Regions from separate parts of the Sus scrofa genome. Here region 2 is linked to region 1. Evidence: chromatin contacts called from public HiChIP or PLAC-seq data. All regions are on one chromosome and are shown on one strand. The core of a region is the stretch at or near the end of the contact, and the rest is flanking DNA. Distances in the headings are between cores, read along the strand shown.

Region 1 (2,700 bases), core at 61-2,560:
TGCTATGAGGCAGGATCTCATTGCTTATCCATTCCAAAGGCAATAGTTTGCATCTATTAACCCCAGACTCCCAGTCCATCCCACTCCCTCCTCCCTCTTGGCAACGTTTTTTTTCCTTTAATCTTTGCTAATTTGATGGGTAAACATGGTATCTTCTTGTTCTATTTTTGGTTTTATTGCTTCTTTGTGGGGTGAACTCCCTCCGTCCCTTTGCTTATGGAGGCCATGGCTTTTCCGGTTTGTTCTGGGTGAGGAGCAGGAGGTAGGGATCAATGGAGGCAGAACCATATGTAGGGAGAGAACAGGGTTCAGGGTTCACAATCCAGCCTGGAGAGGAGTGGGGGAGGCAGAGTTTGGGAGGGAATTTGGCTGTGGAGGTGGTGAGAACTGGGAGGAGCTGGGCAAACAGCATTAGTACAAGTGGGCGTGTGGGGTCAAAGGGCTCCCACGAGGCAAAGAGATCAGGAAAAGAGAAATTGCTGCTAATATGCTTAATTATGTCCAGAGACCTTATCAGGCCTTCTCCCCGCTGCAGCCGCCGCCCCACTGGCCCCCAGCTTTCCTTTAGGTAGGATCCTCTGCCACTTGTGAGTAGGGGTGCTGGTTGGGCGAGGTATCTGCAGTTCTTTACCGGCTGCAAGGTGAATGAACCGTGAGAGTGGCAACAGGGGACCAAGGCCAAGGACAGATCCATGATAACTATCATTAACTTAGTGGTAATTACAAGCCAAGCACTGTTCTAAGCACTTCACTTCTATTCATTTATCCTAAAAACAACCATCTAAAGCAGGGTCTCTCACACTCTTCTTACAGAGAAAATGAAAGCACAGAGAAGTTAATAACATCCCAGCGGCAGTCAGGAAGGAGTCTGGAATTGAACCCAGGCATTCTGGCTACAGAACCTACGCTCTCAACCAATAAATATAGAAATAAATGTGGGAAAGGGAGCCAGAATTGCAGGGCCCCCCCTGCCTAGCTCCGCCTGCCTGTGTAAGAAAACCGACGACCTAGATTAAGAACGCCGGCTAGGGCCTCTGCTAAAAGAGAATCCCAGAACAATAATAAGAGCTATCTTTTATTGGGCTCTGGCTTTGTGCCAGGCACCGTGCAAAGGTGTTTTAACGTTTAATCCTCACAATAACCCTTTTGAATGAGGCACCGCGATTACCCCATCTGATTTTACGGGTGAGGAAGCTGACGCACAGAACTTGCCCAAGACGCTGCCGGGCCGATGCCGAGTGGCTGCTGCCCACGTGGCTCCGGGAAGAGGAAAAAGGGCGGGGGCGGGGCCGGCTGGCGGGGGCGGGTCGGAAAGGGGCGGGGCCACGGACCCGGCGGGGCCGCAGAGACGCGCGCCGGCGCTGGCGAGGTTTCGGTGGGGTCACACTTGTTGCGTGACTCCCCCACAGTGCAGCTACCGGAGTCCGACCCCGCATACCCAGAAAGTGTGGAGAGAAACCCAGACGAGTTCCGGGTCCCGCTCTCTGGGGAGCACGTGGCCTGCCTGCCTCTCGAGTGCGGGGCCCGGGGGTGGGACTCCGGGGTCTCTAAGGCCGGTGCCGCGGCCCAGGTCGGCAGGGATCTGCCTCCCACCTGCCGGCAATTTTGAAGGACTGCTTTACTCCTTCCATCTTAGTGCCAGGGCAGGGGTCCTTAGAGCGACTTGGCGGGGTCTGGACCCCAGCCCTCTTCCCTTTCCTCGCCACCTGGCTTCCCGGCGGTGTAGACCCTGGCGAGCAGACTCCCCGGTACCGCACAGGGCTCGAGCAGCATGGCCTCAGGTGAGTGGGGTGTGGGGGGCAGGGTCTCTGGGACAGAGAAGAGCAGTGGTCAGAGTGACAAGAGGGTGGGCACAACCTGCAGACCTAGGGGAGGCAGCCAGCTTCTCCTGGGGGAGGGCCTGGACAGCAGAGCCTGAGCGTGGAAAGACAGAAGGGAAAGTCAGAAGCGGCTGGGGTCTCTTTACCAGACCCCCAGAAGCCCTTGCTTCGCAGCCTTCCTGCCTTCCTACAGGGTAGCTTCTGCTGGACAGTGGAATTTTCCTAAGACAGGCTCCTCCCTGCTGGGCTGGGATTCTCAGTTCGACCTCATCCTCCCAGAGGTGGGCTGGCCCTTTGGCCGGGTGGGGTGTGTGTGTGTGTGTGTGTCAGAGGATATGAGAGGACTCTGCTCCCAGAGGGGCTGGGTCTTCATAGAGTCCGCCTGCTCAGAAAGTGTTCTGAGCTTGGGGACCCCTCTTTATCATTATTTTTTTCTCCCAGGCTGGCTGGACCAGTTAGCCTGGACTTTGACTCTTTTGCTCCAGAGCCCTGGCAAGGGACAAGGGCTCGGATGGGGTTGGTGGAGTGCTAGGGCTGGCCCTGCCCCATCTCGTTGCCTCACCTCCACTCCGCAGGCCCAGCTATCCTCAGTCACGTCACTCTGTCACTCTGGGGACTGAGGAGAGGAGGGGATGGAGGCCCCCCCGCCCCCGAGGTTGCCTAGACAACATCAGAAATCGTGGCCAGGGCCTCTTCCGCTGGCGGGGCCTCTGCTTCCTGCATCAGTCACTCCCGCTGGGGGCGGGGCAGAGAAAGGGGTTGGATGTGGCAGAGCCAGGCCCAGCTGGTGCGGCTCAGACTCCCCCCGCCATCTCCGCGGCTGGAGCCATGGCATCCTATTCATCTGGCCCCGGCAAACCCACTGCCAAATATCCCTTTA
Region 2 (2,700 bases), core at 84-2,583, 130 kb before region 1:
ATTTTTTTTAAGAAAAAAAACTCTTTAAAATACCTCAAGACTGTCTCCCTGTTCTGTTGCTGCTAAGAAAATACAAAAACAAACATAGAGAAGGAAGCAAAGAAATGTAACAAAACGAGTGTCCTTACTGTCCCCATCCGCACCCCAGGAGGCTGAGATGATAGGCAGCCAGGCTCCAGCTCCCATCGCTTGCCTGCAGAAAAGTCTCTTAGGCTTGTACATTTTTTGTCCTTTAAAACTGTGGAAATGGCTGGGGGTGGAATCACTGTGGGAGTCTCAGGATGAGGAGGCATGTGCGGCTCCAGCTCTGAGTGAGCAACAGCCACAGGAACTACAGTCCCATTAGGAAAGGAGACCGGATGGGGGAGGGGAGCCACACCCCTGGCCCGGCTCTTGGATCTTTGCCTTGAGGGTCTGTGGGCATCAGCTTGTGGCTCTTCTCTGGTCTTTGAGCAACCCTAGGCCTCCATCCTGTCTCCACATTATTGCCTCACGTTTCTTCAGCTCTTCCTGCCTCTTGCTAGCAGCCTTATTTTCTCAGCCACTGGAGCTTAAGTGGGTAACTGCACCCAGGACGGCCTGCTTTGGTCCCTTTTTCTCCCTGACCTGTGGGTTTACCCATAAGGAAGGGGCGCAACCTCTTTAAGCCGAACCACACCTTTTTTGGAGGCAGGAAGGAAAAGGGTATGATCACATACAGAACTTCCCTTGATGTGGGAGGCAGCGGGCATGTGGGAGGCCCCAGTCCCTCAGGATCACCTGGCTCCCCAGGGCTGAGCAGATGGTGTGGAGGCGGCCAGCGCTGGGAGTGCCCTAGTTTTTCCATTTGTCTCACTGGGGACAACAACCACTGCGCAGATAGGGGATAGGACTGTTGCATGGCCCGCCTTTGGTCCTCAACCCTGAATTTACCAGGCACAGGGCACCAGATTCTAGCTTTATTCTTTCAGTCTTCTTACTTTTAAGCAGAGGGGAATCTTATTCCCTTAAGACGAAAGAAGGGATGATGGGAGACAGTGGCCAACCGGGGAAATTCAGTATTTCTGGAAAACTGCTCAAAACACGGGTTTCACACGCTTGGCCCAGTGTACCAGATTTGTGATGTGGGTGAAATCAGTTGTCATAAACATAATTTCCACAGGCTGCCTGAGACACCAGCCCCATAAGCCCTTGTAGACATCAAAATGCAAATGAGGCTGGCTGAAGGAAAGCGCTGGGCCGGGAGCTGTCCAGTCGCCTTCTGCCCTCGGGGCTCTCCGGGGCCGAGGCTCTTTCCCCCCAGCCCCCAGAGGGCGCTGTGGGCGCATCCGCCGTATTGCCGGCGGCGTCCTGGGGAGGAGCTTCTCCCGCAGCCAAGGCCGCCTCCGCGATCGCAAACCCGGAAGACGTGCCCCGGCAGCTGGGAGGGTGCGGCGGCCGGGGACCGCCATGCAGCCCCTGGAGGTAGGTCTGGTTCCCGCTCCGCCGAGGGAGCCGAGACTGACGCGTTGGCTGCGGAGAGGCTGTGGGATCTTGGCACACCTGGTCGCTTTGGGCTTCACCATCTTTCTGACTGTGCTGTCCCGGCCGGGAACCAGTGAGTGGGCACGGGGGCGGGGCCAGGGGACGGGGCGGAGCCGAGATGCTGGAGGGGCAGAGCCCGGGAGCGCTAGGAGAAGCGTGGAGTGGGGACCCTAGCAGTGGAGGGGCGGACTGTGGAAGGGTAGTAAGGGCGTGGTGGGGCGTGGCCCTGGGGGTGGGTCCTGGAAGGGTGGGGCTTTGGGTGCCGGGAGGAGAGGAGACGACTGAAGTGAACGGAATAAACTCACTAGTTCATCATAAGCGGAGCCCCTCACGGACGATCTAAGTAAAGGAGGGAGGCCACGATCTATTCTAGGACTTGGCTGATTGCTGCGAGGCGCTGAATTGGGAACTCGGGCCAAACTGGTTTGTTTGCCCTCTTGGTTGCTCCACTTTGTGCTGAGTTCCTGATTGCTGATTAGTGTTGGAGATAGTACACTGTGACTTTTCTTCTCCAGCCAGATTCTTTGGGCTCCAGCCGGCCAAACGCGGGCAGAAAGAATGGTGCCCAGCCGTCAGTCTGTTCTCTTTGATTCTTAGGTTTTTTCTCCTGGCACCCTGTATTCATGGCCTTGGCGGTGAGTTTGGGCTTCTTTCTGCAGGTGATTTGTTTGGATATTCCCCTAAGGAAGCATCCAGCCTTGAGAAGGCTCAGCCTTTCTAAGGCTCAGAGAGGTGGGGGAAATGGCCAGGGCCCCATCTTTCCCTGCAACTTAGGAGATCAGGGCACACAGAAGGCTGGGCTCTAGGTAGTGTCAGGTGGTTGAAGGGGGTGGAGGGCGTGGAAGACACCATTTTTTCTCTGCTAAGGCCTGAAAGGAGGAATTGGAAGGGTGTTCTCCAGTCGCTCCCGATCCCCAAAGTTCAGTAGGAAGTTTACCATTTGCCCTTCCCCTTGGTCAAGACGTGGGAGTCATTGTGGAGGGGGTGGGGAGGGGGCTGGATGTCAGCCTGAATCATTGAAGTGTGGATTCCCAATTCTGCCCAGAAATGCTGACCTGGGAGGCAGGGGGTCCTGGTGGGAGTTCTTAGCCCCCACCCTTTGTCCTCATTGTTTGAATATATGAGGGCACCTCCTTTTTCTTAGGCCTCCAAGCTGGGCCTGAGGCTCACTAGCCCTCTCCTATGTTCACAGTTCTG

What was found. HiChIP or PLAC-seq counts read pairs in DNA pulled down with a chosen protein or histone mark.
Region 2: a contact with region 1 is called in an H3K27ac HiChIP or PLAC-seq map of alveolar macrophages. The contact joins the promoter of LOC100624950 here to the promoter of AMPD2 in region 1. A contact is called at or near these places in 2 of 5 promoter capture datasets (fetal liver and liver), 3 of 47 Hi-C or Micro-C datasets (embryonic fibroblasts, retroperitoneal adipose tissue and skeletal muscle) and 1 of 2 datasets of contacts at active chromatin or transcription factors (alveolar macrophages).

The regions. Positions count from the first base shown.
Region 1 is chr4:110,503,733-110,506,432 of Sscrofa11.1, reverse strand. It overlaps AMPD2 (AMP deaminase 2), which reads left to right and starts at 1,310. Exons shown (of 18, transcript XM_021090067.1): 1 at 1,310-1,781. The coding sequence starts at 1,772.
Region 2 is chr4:110,634,571-110,637,270 of Sscrofa11.1, reverse strand. It overlaps LOC100624950 (cytochrome b561 domain-containing protein 1), which reads left to right and starts at 1,333. Exons shown (of 3, transcript XM_003355263.4): 1 at 1,333-1,576; 2 at 2,101-2,138; 3 at 2,696-2,700. The coding sequence starts at 1,429. It overlaps ATXN7L2 (ataxin-7-like protein 2), which reads left to right. Exons shown (of 11, transcript XM_021090075.1): 11 at 1-38.